4 separate regions of the Mus musculus genome follow, and all the other regions are linked to region 2. A link is a contact called in public HiChIP or PLAC-seq and promoter capture Hi-C data. All regions are on one chromosome and are shown on one strand. Each heading gives the region's core, a stretch centred on a gene start, on an enhancer-like site or on the middle of the called end of the contact. The rest is flanking DNA. Distances are from core to core; before and after follow the strand shown. Region 1 holds the start of Ttll1 (tubulin tyrosine ligase-like 1). Region 2 holds the start of Srebf2 (sterol regulatory element binding factor 2). Region 3 holds the start of Arfgap3 (ADP-ribosylation factor GTPase activating protein 3). Region 4 holds the start of Pacsin2 (protein kinase C and casein kinase substrate in neurons 2).

Region 1 (3,201 bases), core at 506-3,005, 1.4 Mb before region 2:
ATGTTGTGGTGTCACCATTTTGATAGGAGACGTCATTTTGGACAGCTCCTGTGGGACAGTGTACAGTGGCAGCCGTGGGAGGAGCCTGTTGCTGCTTTGAAGATTTTTGTGCCTCGGAGGCTTTTGTGGTGCTCCGCTCAGGAACTACACAGCCTGTGTCTCAGGAAAGACACCTGAAATGGCCTCTGGTCCCCACACACACACACACGCACACACAGAGACACAGCAGCTCAGCACACATAAAACATACTGTCTGAGTCGGTCGTGGTGGCTCACGCCTTTAATCCCAGCACTTGGGAGGCAGAGGCAGGCGGATTTCTGAGTTCGAGGCCAGCCTGGTCTACAGAGTAAGTTCCAGGACAGCCAGGGCTACACAGAGAAACCCTGTCTCAAACAAACAAACAAAACAAAACAAAAAACAAACAAACAAAACAAAACATACCGTCTGGACAAATGCTTCAAATCCTTTGGGAGGGCCCCTTGTTGTCACTACATGCCGAATGAAATGTTCACATTACATTACAACTTCAGAAACACGAGTTAATCGTCATCTCTGATTTCTGGATGGCAAAGTGGAGTGTCAGTAGGAGACAATGGCTAACCCTGCCCCGCACCTGCTTGGCCTCCAGATGCCTAGCTCAGTCTGTCATCTTGTATCCTGTCTTTTTTTTTTTTTTTTTTGGACTTAATTTTCATTTTTAAATTTTATTCGTGTGTGTGTGTGTGTGTGTGTGTGTATGTTTAGCCTACACATATTTCAATGCACCATATGCGCAGTTAACAGAAGGTTGTGAGCCACTATGTGGGTGCTGGGTATTGCCCTTCTTTGGAAGAGAAGTCAGTGCTCTTAACTGCCAAGCCATCTCTCCAGTCCTATTTTTATGTTTTTATCATGCGTGTGTGCACGAATGTTTTTTACATGTGTGCAGGGGCCCATGGAGGCCATTGGCTTCCGGTTTCTGATCCCGAGTTGGAGTTACATGCAGGTGGTTGTGGGGAGCCTGGCATGGGTGCTGGGAACTGAACGTGGGTCCTATGCAATAACACAGCACGTTTTTTTAAACCTCTGAGCCAATTTCCAGATTCTTTTTTTTTTTGGTTTGTTGGTTTTTTTTTTTTTGGTTTGTTTTTTGTTTTTGTTTTTCGAGACAGGGTTTCTCTGTGTAGCCCTGGCTGTCCCGGAACTCACTCTGTAGACCAGGCTGGCTTCGAACTCAGAAATCCGCCTGCTTCTGCCTCCCAAGTGCTGGGATTAAAGGCATGCGCCACCACTACCCGGCTTCACTAATTTCTTAATAACATTTATTGTGTGTGGGCGTGGGGAGGGGGTGCGTTCAACATGGCACACGAGTGGAGATCAAAAGACTACTTGTAGGTATCTGTTCTCTCCATCCATCACATATGTAGGTCCCGGGAGTCGAACTGAGCTGATAAGGCTTGGCTGCAAGCACCTTTATCCGCTGGCCCTGGCCCTTACAACTCTCATTTCTGGCCCTGAAGGGTGCGCGGATAGGATACCTTGCGCTTTCTAGCCTCTAAGCGGTGGATAGATAACTCGCAGAAAAATACCGAGGCAGGAAAGAAGGTGTCACAACCATGGACAGAAAAAATAATCAGGAAGCAGTAGCGCCAGCGGTTTTCGCGTTCTCGGTTGCTAGGACACCTCTCCGGAAGTGGAGTGAGCAAGGCGGACTGGTTGCAGTAGAGAGGACGGGCGGGCGGGGTCTTGTGCGCCGTGGGCGTGGCCGCGCGTGGAGATTGCGCACGCGCAGGCGGGCTTGCCCGTGAAGGATCCGGGCGGTTTAGCTTCTGCTACCCAGTCCGTGTCTCCGCTGCTCAACGTCGTTTTCTCTGTTGATATCCTGGGACTTGCCTTGTGCCTTCAACTGCTGTAATTGCATCATTATCTTTCTTACCGGCTATTCTAGGTAGGCTTTCAGTGCATCCACAGCCTGTATTGTTTGAGGTGGCATCTGTTGGGGGAGGTTGGGGGGCGCCGCACCTGTACGGGGAGCTCAAGGCTGCTCTACTTGCTCCTCTGCAAGACTGCACCGACCCGAGATGTTGCCCTCTTTGTTAGGAGGGGGATCTGGGAGTTGTGGTCCTCTGTGGAGCCCGGGCGGGGTGGGGTGGGGGGGGGGTGTTGCAGGGACTGCGTCCTCAACTGGACGCAGGAAGTATAGCCTTGCAAACCAAGTTGGTCTTGGTAAAACAGGCTTTGTTTGGGAAACACTTAATGAGCATAAAACAGTGATGTCATATGGCGGCACAAAAAGAGAAGCCCTGCTGTGCTGTCAATGAATGGGAGATACTAGTAGACAGCCACTTTAGGTCATGGCACTGTCTACCTACAGTGGTGTGGAGAGGAGTGGAGGTCATGGATGTGCAGTATTATATACTATTTTCTTTATTTAAATAGTCTTCATTATTTAATTTTTAATTATGTGTATATGTTTGTGTCTCAGTGCGCGGGGGTGGGGGTGGGGGTGCACGTGAGTGTAAGTGCTGGTGGAAGCCAGAAGAGGGCGTATGGGAGCTCCTTGGAGCTGGAATTATATACAGAAGGTTGTGTGCTGAGTGCTGAGGACCAAACTTATGTCCTCCGCAAGAGCAGGACTGGGTCTTACAGCTGAGCCATCTCTCCAGCCATTTAGGTCTTATTTTCTTAGAGATAGCTTCCCCCCGCCCCTTTCATTGAAAGCTTGTTGGAAAAGAATATAGATACTGGGAATCCTGGTGTCGTCGTGACGTCACTGACCCTGATTTGTAAAAATGTCAAAGTGTGGGAAGCAGGGACCTTGCTTTCTGAGGCTGGACACAGAAGGGTGATGAGACTCTGGTGAGTTCTCATCTTGCTGTTCCTAGGAAGGCTGCCTTGACTCCTGTCTGCGGCTGTGATCACAGCAGAGGTTGAAGCTCTTTGGAGTACTCCAACAAGCAAGTGTTCTGAGCTGCCCATCTTCCCCCGAGTCGCATTCTGCATGTTCCTAGGAAGCCAGGTCTTTATAGGTGATTGTTGCTGGTTTCTCCACCATGGAGGGCTGGGCTTCCTCTCATTCACTGACTGGCTTGAGTAGCACTTATCTGCTCCTCCACAGAGGGAATTTATTTGGGGGTTTCATGTAGCTCCGGGCTGGCCTGGAATTCCCTATGTAGCTGAGGATGACCTTAGATTTTTGATCCCCTTGCCTCTGTTTCCCA
Region 2 (3,174 bases), core at 1-2,500:
CACTGCCTAGGAGTTCTGGACTCTCTAAAGTAAGTGACCTTAAACGACACCTCCGGCAAAACTGAGCGATACCCAATTCAGCGGGATTGAATAAATGAACTAACGCAAAGTATTTGGGACTGAGAACTTCAGAAGAGCCCTGACTACTGAGAATGACTTAATTACTAGCCTATTTTTCTTAAAGGTGGAGTGGAAAGAAACTAATAGTGGCTCAGAAACAGAAAGAACTGGGCTTTGTTAACCAGCATGATGACCGCGGGCAAGTCTGGGACCCTCTCCAAACCTTCCTTCCCGTGGCTGAAAAGTGAGAGAATTTTAAGAGAGGTTCCCTGGGCTCCTACCAGTTCTTCCACTTCGCTGTTAAGGCCGCCGAAACAAAGGCCACCAGCTCCCTAGTCTGTACCCGAGGGGCCACAACTCAAAATTCTTGCTGCTCAACTCCCTTTGCAGTGCGACAGCAGGAGCGCCCGGGTCTCCATCCAAGGCCGCCGCACTCTGCGGTCTCTGTCCACTCCATCAGTAACTTGCTTTTTGCAGCTGTTGCCCAAAGTTTTCCAGAGCGCCCGCAGACCCGGCTGTCAGTCAATCCCGAAAAGAGCGGGGGCGTGGGGGAGCCGAGCCCGGGAGCGCAGTCCGGGAAATCCCGAAGCCGCTCCAGTGGCCAGGCAGGGAGTGACAGGTGCGACGCGGGACGCCGGCGAAGACCGGACAAACCAGAGCGCGTGTGGGCGCGCGAGGGAGGCAGCCGCCTCGCTTTCTCCTCTGGCGGCACTCGCGACGCCCCCAGCCCCGCTTCGGGCCCCGCGGCGCCCACGACTCCTCAGCCACCGGGAGCCCTGCGTCACGACCCGGGCTCAGACTCTGGAGCCAGAAGAACTGGGAACCTCCCGGGCAGCCCGGCCCCCGCGGGTTCCTTCCCGCGCACGCCGGGGCGATCGCGGGGTGGGCGCACGCGCACCCGCGAGCGCCGCCGTAACCCCTTCCTCCCCGCGCGCCCCCCGCACTCCCACCCAGCCGCCGCCACTCACCGTCGATGTCCCCGAGAGTCAGCTCATCGCCCAGCTCCGTGAGGGTCTCCATGGTCTCCAGAACGCCCAGCTCGCTGCTCTCATCCATCGCCCAGCTTGGCGCAGAGTCCCCCGTGAGGTCCAGCTCAGGGAGACGCGGAGGCGGTACCGCCGCCACCGCCCATGACACCCGACAGCCCCCACCTGGTACCGCCTCACCGCCCCGTGCCAACCGCCGCCATGTTTGAGCTGCGCCCCGACTCCACGGAAGGGGCGGGGCAGAATTCCCCCGCCCCGGGCCGCGCCCACTGCAGCCCCGCCCCGAGCCTCCGCACCCCCAAGTTTGTTGTCAATGGGACCAGGCTTGCATTAGCCAATCGGCGCGCGAAGCGGCTCATGGGGTGATGGTGCGTCATCGATCAGCAGCTCAGATTTGCATAGCGGGACTCCGCCCCTCACGGCATCCAAGCGCCAGCGGAGAGTAGCCGCCGGGTCCTCGTCCCAGCCTTCTTCTGGCTTAAAGGAGCCGCTACTTTTCCGTTGGATCAGCTCCAGGAGCAACTTTGTCGAGAGCCCGGAAATAGAAGGGTTAACGCACCGCTGTCCGGCGCTACCTTCTACCACCGCCCCCTTTACTCTAGGAGCACATTACGTCATCTCCCCAGTTGCCTCTTCCCTCCCCCTAGCTCTGGGTAGAATCATAGTACCCTAACATTCTGGGATAGGCTATCCAGACCCTAAGTCACACTTATCCCATCCGAGACTTAACAGGGTCTTGAGATCACCTGAGTATTGTGAACATTTTACAACTGGCCCTCAATTTTGGGAAACCTCGATCATTCTAAGGCCTTCAGACAAGGTCATTTGTTCAATGGTCTCTCCAGGTGAGGCCCCACTCCTGCAGTCACCTCACTGCATCATCTTACAGGTAGTCGGTCACACTGCACACAAAGGTGCACGCTTCCAAGAACTTATCCGAAGAAACAAAAAGATTAGTGTTCCGAGGAATGCTATTAAGTACATGTATTCAAAGACATTCATCACAAAGTTCTCTAACGGGAAAACAGTAACACAGTAAGGCATCAGGTACATAAATTACCTCCAAACAGTAGAATATCAGGGCATCGTTAAAAAAAAGAAATGCTGGAATGGACATCTGAGAAAGGACCTAAGTGTATACTGAGAGGAAGAAGGTTTTCATGGCATACATAGGAAGAGCTTCTTGTGAGTCTGAGGCAGTTGTTCTTAGGGGGTCAGAGCTGAAGGCTCTGTGGGGAGACCTGCATATCCAATAAGCCACTTCCTGCTCCTGGGCTGGCTAAGCAACTGTTTGCTGATAAGCCTGGTTTGTCATCTTTAAAACAGCACAAGACCACAGTTGTCATTGTCACATTTATTTGATTTCCGTGGCAAGCAAACAGCTCTTAACTTCTGGGATGAAGTGTTCCAGCAGGCTCTGAGGGGGAAAGGGTCTCCAGTGAAGGTATTGCAGCTCTGAGAGGGAAAAAGATCCTGGCAATCAGGCGCCTGGGAATACCCACAAAGTCACATCACAACAAGTCTCACAGGAGAGATTTACTGGGAGAGGCGCCTCTGCTGGGGGACAAGAAATAGCAAAGAACTGAGCAAGAGACAGGGTTTCTAGGTGGGGTTGGGGAAGCTGTCCAGAGTGGCCTGAATTTTTTTTGTGTGTGTGAAACCTTGCCTCAAAAAAACAAAACAAAATCAAATCACTAAACAACAAAAACAAAACAAAACACACACACACACACACACAAGACAGACTAGCCAAGGAAAAGTAAAGATAAGATGAGACTAACAAGGGGCTGGATATCACGACTCTGGCCTGGGGCCAGCAAGATGGTTCAGTGCGGTGCTTTTGGCTAAGCCTGCTGACCTGAAATCAACCCCTGGGACTCACATAGGTGGAGAGACCTGATTCTCAGAAGTTCTCTGACCTTCATGTGTGTGCTTAGCAACTGGCCTGGGAAAGGACAAAAGGAGGCTCATTAGAAATGGTAAGGTGGGTGGGGGGAGGTGCTAGAGAGATGGCTCAGTTGGTTAAGCACTGACTGCTCTTCTAGAGGTCCTGAGTTCAATTCCCACCAACCACATGGTGGCTCACAACCATCTGTAACAGGATCTGATGCCCTCTTCTGGTGTGTCT
Region 3 (3,491 bases), core at 277-2,776, 1.2 Mb before region 2:
AGGCCCAGCTCTGGGTTGATGAATACACAGCCTGAGGCATCTACCAGGCCTGAGATGGCAAACATGGCACTGGCGGGCCTTGCCTTTCCTCTTTTTTTCTCCTTGCTAAGAACCGTTAGATTACATTCCTAAAGCTAGCCACCAAGGTTTGTTACGCTATTTGTCCACTTCCTGAGGCTAACATACTAAGGTCCAGCTATCAAAATCCACCCCCTACCTTGGTTCACCTAATTAGCATGCCCCATAAAATAAACTTATCCTAAAGGGGTTTCTTCTTTTACCTTTATGAACTGCCATTTGCCAATACGCCAAGGCTGTCTCTTCTCTATCCAGAAGCAGTCCTTTGTCCCTCTGGAGCAAATAACCCGTCCCCCTCTCCCTCCTTTTCACTTCTTCCTCTTGCTCTATCTCCTGTCTTTGTCTCTTATTCCCTGCCCTTTTGTCACTCTGCTGAGAACTTTGTGTGTCTTGTGCCAGTTCCTGTCCTTGTACAGCCTATATGAGGTCCCAACTTGACACCAAGACCGTTTTCAGAACATCCCTGAAGCTGCAGTGCTGCTCTGGTCAACATATTTCATCTCCAACTCCTTCATACAGGTGAATGCTAGGAAGTGCCTACAGCAGCCCTGCTGGGAAGCAACCAGTTGAACTGGGACAGAAGCTGGGGCTTAGCACTTGATACCAAAACCTGTTTTTCTTCTATTATGCTCTACCTAAGGTCATGTTTGCCAGCTGCTCCACCCTGACCGCTGTAAAAGAGGCACCTGCTCCCAAGCTCAAACCTTCCAGCTACTAATATTATCCAAGGTTTAACTGGAGCCCCAAGCACTAAACACAGACTTGTTTCTGGTCTTTCTAGACTTCTCAGTTCTGACCCTGATAGAACTTGTTGCCTACAGGCAAGCACTCTCTCTCCGTGAACAGAACAGACTTTATAATTACAAGATTATCAAGCCAGTATGGCTTGGTGCAGACCTGTAATCTGAGCAGCAAGACGCTAAAACAGGAATATCTCCAGTTCAAGTCCAGCCTTGGACTACACAGTGTGCTCTAGGCCAGCCTGGGTTTCCCAGATGGGAGAGAGAAAAATGGGACAGCAGTTTCCTGTAGGTTATCACTCAGGGCTTGACTTTAGCTGAGAAAGAGTACAAACACACACTACTACTATGCAGGATCCATGAGGATGAGACCTGCTGGCTCTCCCATCCTGAGGGATAGGTGTGAGACTGGCCACGGGCCGGCAACGGTATGCTGGTGAGTCCGGTGGGTAAGCCCGATGCTCCCTGCGCAAAGCCTGGGGTTCCTATCCCACACTGCAGGACCCTAACTAACGCTGAGATCTGGGGAAGGTTTGCGGAGGGGTGGGAGTTGTCCGAGCGTCCGCGCATGCGCCTGCCGCGCCCGACTTCGAAATTGGAACCCGGAGAAACCAGTGGCGCCGAGGGACCTCACCGAGTGAAGGAGAACGGCGCGTGCGCCCGCTTGTGGGCGGAGCCTGGGCGCGGCAGGGGCGGGGCTTGTCGTCACGCGCAGCCCCGCCCCTCGGTCTCCGGGAGGCGGCAACCGCTACTCCTTGTCTCTTCCCGGTTGTCGGGGACTGCTTCACCTCAGTTCTCAGTGACTATGGGGGACCCCAGCAAGCAGGACATCCTGGCCATCTTCAAGCGCCTGCGCTCGGTGCCCACTAACAAGGTAACGGCCGCAGGCGGGCTTGGGACCCCGCGGCCCGCCGGACCCCGGTGTGGCCGCGGCCGTGGGAGGAGCCGCCCGGCCTGTGACACGTCGCACTGTGGGCCTGGCAGCCGCCGCTCCCCAACCTTCGTCAGCAAGGGGAGGAAAAGGGGGCGCCCACCAGGGGCTTAGCGCCTGGGGCACAGGGACATGGGCATCCGGAGGATGTCCAGGACTAAAAGGCAGAGAGCCTGGGGTCACAGGACTGGGGCATGGACATCTGGGATGTCTAGCATCCTAGGGCAGAGCGTCTGGGGTCACAGGGGGGGCTGGGACATGGACAGTTGGGGTGTCCGCCACCAGAGGCCAGAACACCTGGGGATAGACAGAAGACTGGGGCATGGACATCTGGAACAGGAGACCAGTGCATTTCATGGCAGAGAGAGGACTGGGGTATGGACCTCTAGGAGTGTCCAGGTTACCCAGACGCCAGACTACCTGGGGGCTTAGAGAGAAGGCTAGTTCATAGCATCTAGGGGTGTCTAGGGGTCTGGAGAACAGAGCACCTTGACCCAGAAGCACAGACATGGTAGGGTGGAGGAAACAGATGTTGGAAGTGTGTAGCTGGGCTCTGAGAAGGCTGGTGAGGCAGAGTTCACTCCTTCTGGCCTCTGTGAACAAAGGTAAAAATCCCAGCCACCTAGACCCAGGGGTCAGAACTCTAAGTGGTGCTAAGTTCTGGGAAAGAAGGGCTTCTCCCCCCACCATGGACCTTGTCTTGAGTGTTCTTCAGGGCTGGGGACCTGTTGGATTTTTGTCACCATTGTCCTTCGGTGGCAGCCTGTTTCCCAGTCCAGTAGAGCTAAGGTTCTCTTCCCTGGTTGCCAGCTCTCTGGGTTCCTGAGGAAGCTCACTAAAACTCACGTTCATCCCTCTGTAGGTTGAGGTCTGTCCCTACAATTTTTTTCTTCCCCTTATGTGACCCCCCCCACACACACACACACACAGACCCCACCCCCAACCACTGGGCCTCATAACTTTTAGCATGTGGCTGGCAGTGTTGTTTTGATACACAGGGTTAAGGTGTCTACTTCCTTAGGATGACGGAGTAGGGTGGAACCCGAGGAGTGCAAAGGGCTGTCGTGTCACTGTGGACTCTCCCCACCCCTCTCCAAGTTCCATCTGGTTGCCACCTTCACCTCTGAGGAACCATCTGTTAATGGGCACAGCCGTGATTACAGAGTCCTGCATGGCTGGCATAGAAAGTTCCAACATGTCACAAAATTCAGGCTTTTTTTTTTTTTAATGTCTTGATGGTGGAAGGGAGCCCTAGGTTTTTATAGCCTTATGATGAAGGAAATGGTTAAATGGGGGTGATAATGTCAGGTGGGTATAAGGAAGAAGAGCTGGCTTCCAGCCACTGCATTGTCCAGTGTCTGTCACTTGCTGGTTTCTTGTTTTTTGTTTATTTTTTTCAGATTTAGATTGATCTGTGTGTAGCAAGGACTTGCTTCTTACCACACAAGGTTGGATCTCCAGCTGGCAGGCTGGGAAAGTGCGTATGCTGCCACTTTCTCTGAGTTGCACGCCAGTGTGTATTCCCTTCGAATGTATCAAAAAGGCCACTGCTAAATAACAAAACAAAAAAGCAAGAAGCAACAACAAAAAAAAGGAAGACACTCCTTTTACATCAGAAGTCCCTGTCATCAATACCAGCAGACACTTTTAAGGAGCCCACGTGGGCTTGCTTGTGTATTAAAATGTTAGTTGAGTACAGTAGCACATGGTGCGACCCCAGCACTTGGGAGGTGAAAGCAAGA
Region 4 (3,319 bases), core at 436-2,935, 1.3 Mb before region 2:
GTCCTGAATCTCACTATGCAAACCAGGCTGGACTTGAACTCACAGAGCTCTGCCAGCCTCTGCCTCCTGAGAGCTGGGATTAAAGGCATGTACCACCATGCCTGGCTATCTCTACTTCTAGACATTGGAATTACTGAGATGATTTTTTTTTTCTTGAAGGAGTCACAGACATCATTGTTAAAAGGGTATTTTACAGGCAATACAGCTAGCCTCTGGGTAATTAAATAAATACATAAATAAATACATATTGAAAATGTTGGTCACTGTAAGGATATGAGTGGGGGAGGTTATTTTATATTTTCTGGGTGGGGGAGGGGCAAGGTCTCATATAGCTTAGGCTGACCTGAACTCTCTATGCAGTTGAGGATGACTGTGAATTCCTGATCTTTCTGCCTCTACCTCCTAAATGCTGAGATTACAGGCAGGTACCACTATGTCCAGCCTGAAAACTGGACTTCCTGTGTAGCTGGGGATGACCTTGAACTCCTGACCCTCCTGTTCTACCTTCCAAGTGCTACCTACTACATCTGCCTTTTCTGTTTTGTTTTGTTTGCAGGGAGGTTGAGGCAGGGTCTTACTATATATTCCAGGCTGACCTTACCTTTTTTTCTTTCTTTCTTCCAATTACTCGGTTGCGTAGGCTGCCTGGAGCTCTCAGCCATTCTCCTGTATCCGCCTCTTGAGTACTGGGATTACAGACACTAGCCACTGTCTGCCACCATTTACTCTTTACTCCATACAGTTCCCAGAAAGTTACCTGCTGTCAGTTTCTCAGACCCTCACCCACGCATCGCTTACTGTCCTCCTGGCCGGGACTGTGTGAGGTAGTGCTCAGCGAGGTATTAGCCGTTTTGGCTCATTATTTCTCTTTGCTCATAGGGCCAACCTCCTATCTGGCAGCGCTATGTGAGAAGCAGAAAGTCTGTATATTGTCTGGTGCTCTGATGGCCATATCGGCATCCTCTGGAGGGAAGTCTCTCCACCCCACTTCCTCTTCTTTTTTGTGTTTTTGGTTAGCCTGTAACACACTATGTAGACCACAGTGGCCATGAACGCAGAGATCCACCTGCCTCTGCCTCCTGAGTGCTGGGATTAAACGCGTGCGCCACCATCCCTGGCTTGGAGGAAACTTTCTTTAAAAAAAAAAAAAAATTGTGTGTATGAGTGTTAGCATGTCTGTACCTCGTGCGTGCCTGGTACCAACAAAGGCCAGAAGAGGGCGTCAGACAGATAACCCTCCAACTGGAATTTCAGATCAGGGTAAGCCTCTACGTACTAGGTACTTGGAATGGAATCCGGGTCCTCTAGAAAAGTAGCAATTTCTCCAGATCCGAGGAAACTTTCTCAAAGTCCACCTTATCTGAATTATAGATCAGGGACCGCAGTTGTTCTGGGTGCTAGGGAAACCACAAAACTCTGGCCCACTTTAAAAAAAAGTCCTTTAGTCCCGGTCCTTTGGGCGTCTCCCAGGGAGTGACCCGTGTTGGCCTCTCAGCGGCTTAAGTAGTAGCTCCTCGTTTGACTGACAGGAAAGGCCGCTAATGCTAGCCCAAGGTAGTTCCTTTAGCTTCTGGGGGGGCGTGCCGCCTCCGCTTTAGACTATCCAATCTGGAGCGCCGCTGGGCCGAAGGGCGGGGTCTGGATGCAGGCAACCAATAGGGCGAGCACAGCGGGCGCGGCGGGGGCGGCGCGGTCGCGGCTGGCGGCAGAAGCGGCTGCGGCGGGTCTGGGCAGGGCCGGGGAGCTCGGTTGGAGCGGAACGGGAAGGGGTCGGAGTCGCAGCCCGGCCGGGGCGGCGTGCTCAGTGGGACCCGAGGCGAACGGCGGCCGAGGTGAGGGGTGCGCCGCGACGGTTGGGACACGGGTCGGTGGCCGCGCCTACCCCTGTCAGGCCGCGCTGGGGCCGAGCGCGCGGGGCCGCGCCGCTCGAAACTTCTAGTCCGCGCGCGGGGGGCCACGCGCCGGCGGGCGGAGCCCGGGAGGCCCGAAGGGCGGCCGGAGCGGACGAGTCCCACGCGGACGCACTCATGGGGCGCTTTGCAGACTCTTGCCTTCCATTTCCGTCCTCCCCACACTCTGTGACCGCCGTGGTGAGAGCCAAGCCTGACCGGTGAACACGAACTAGGGGTGTGAGGCGAGACAGGAAAGGCTGCATGCTGTCCTTTTTGACTTTCATAGTTTTCGAGACTCAGTGGATCCGAATCGTCAATTCCCTCCTACCTCCCGTGGGGGCTCTAGAGCCGCGTTCTCTTCTCTTCCCAAAGACCCCAGGCTTGCGGACCCCCTCTGAGAAGGTCCACTTTTCTTTTTTTCCAGGAGTGGATCCAGAGGAGCTGGCTAGGGATCTCAAGGCCTTAGAGGTTAGACCTGGAAGTAGACACGCCCCAGGGGTGCTGCGTTCTTGTTGGCCCCTTGAGGGAAGATAGTTTTGGTCCGGGCTGTGTGCACCATCCCTGGCCCTTGTCGGCTTCCCTTGACCGCAGCTGTCCTTAGGTTTAGTGATGAAGGGGGAGTAGGTTGCTGACAGTCTCCAGGGCTACTCATTAGCGGTTTAGCAAAAACACTTCTGCACTGTCCTGATGTAAATCTATTTAATCCCGAGTTGTGGACGTGAGCTCACACCTTCCTACCCCCTGCAGGTTTTCCACTTTGCTTAAGTTCTGGTCTTGCACCTCTGGGATTGTCAGCTTGGAGCCCCTGGTGAAGGGATCAGCCAGGTGAACTGGGTTCTGTGTTAGCCTCCCTCTTCCGTCCCTGGGCGCTCAGATTCACTTTTCCACAGAAGTCCGGATTTGAGAGTTAGCGTAGTTGGGGGTTCTCCTGACTTTCCTGGAACACTCTAGTCTGTGCATTTACACTGAACTGTAGAGTTTGGCAGTCTCCTTGGTGAAGCTATGCTACTTTAGCCGTGAGGCCACTACATGAAAAACTTGTGTGATGTGTGCAGTTTAGAGGCTTTAAAGAAACTGATCATTGGGCTGATGGATATTTATTACTTGGGAAAGTAGCTGAGCACAGAGGAGTAGCTGACTGATTAGATCTGCTCTCTCTGTGCAGGATTTTTAAAGACTCATTGGACTAGAAATGGTATTTTAGTTCATGCTGTTTGGGGAGCTAGGGTTTGTTATTTCCAACCATAATAATTAGTGTAAAAGTGTGTGTATGTAAGAAACACATCTAAGTTTCCATGTTGTCTGGTAGAGAGAGGTGCCATTGGCTTTTCCGTAGTCCTCAGTGCCAGTACAGGTTTCTAATGGCCAGGCATTTCTAGGGGGAAGATAGGGGGTTGCCCTTAGTTTTAAGGGGTTTGTTTTGGACG

The links. Promoter capture Hi-C pulls out the DNA fragments that hold promoters and counts their contacts. HiChIP or PLAC-seq counts read pairs in DNA pulled down with a chosen protein or histone mark.
Region 1: a contact with region 2 is called in an H3K4me3 HiChIP or PLAC-seq map of forebrain, with 5 times the contacts expected there. The contact joins the promoter of Ttll1 here to the promoter of Srebf2 in region 2. A contact is called at or near these places in 3 of 39 promoter capture datasets (the 3T3-L1 cell line, hippocampal neurons and pre-B cells) and 4 of 115 datasets of contacts at active chromatin or transcription factors (embryonic forebrain, embryonic hindbrain, embryonic stem cells and 1 more).
Region 3: an HNF4G HiChIP or PLAC-seq map of pancreatic cancer cells shows a contact between it and region 2. The contact joins the promoter of Arfgap3 here to the promoter of Srebf2 in region 2. A contact is called at or near these places in 7 of 39 promoter capture datasets (the 3T3-L1 cell line, the HPC-7 cell line, hematopoietic stem and progenitor cells and 4 more), 1 of 115 datasets of contacts at active chromatin or transcription factors (pancreatic cancer cells) and 1 of 9 other capture datasets (embryonic stem cells).
Region 4: a promoter capture Hi-C map of embryonic stem cells shows a contact between it and region 2, with 3 times the contacts expected there. The contact joins the promoter of Pacsin2 here to the promoter of Srebf2 in region 2. A contact is called at or near these places in 5 of 39 promoter capture datasets (cranial neural crest, embryonic stem cells, hippocampal neurons and 2 more) and 2 of 115 datasets of contacts at active chromatin or transcription factors (extraembryonic endoderm stem cells and pancreatic cancer cells).

What each region holds. Positions count from the first base shown.
Region 1 is chr15:83,509,461-83,512,661 of GRCm38.p6, reverse strand. Ttll1 (tubulin tyrosine ligase-like 1) reads left to right here and starts at 1,755. Exons shown (of 12, transcript NM_178869.4): 1 at 1,755-1,928.
Region 2 is chr15:82,145,345-82,148,518 of GRCm38.p6, reverse strand. It overlaps Srebf2 (sterol regulatory element binding factor 2), which reads right to left and starts at 1,250. Exons shown (of 19, transcript NM_033218.1): 1 at 1,029-1,250. The coding sequence starts at 1,116.
Region 3 is chr15:83,348,282-83,351,772 of GRCm38.p6, reverse strand. Arfgap3 (ADP-ribosylation factor GTPase activating protein 3) reads left to right here and starts at 1,526. Exons shown (of 16, transcript NM_001357756.1): 1 at 1,526-1,692. The coding sequence starts at 1,624.
Region 4 is chr15:83,462,972-83,466,290 of GRCm38.p6, reverse strand. It overlaps Pacsin2 (protein kinase C and casein kinase substrate in neurons 2), which reads left to right and starts at 1,685. Exons shown (of 11, transcript NM_001159509.1): 1 at 1,685-1,832.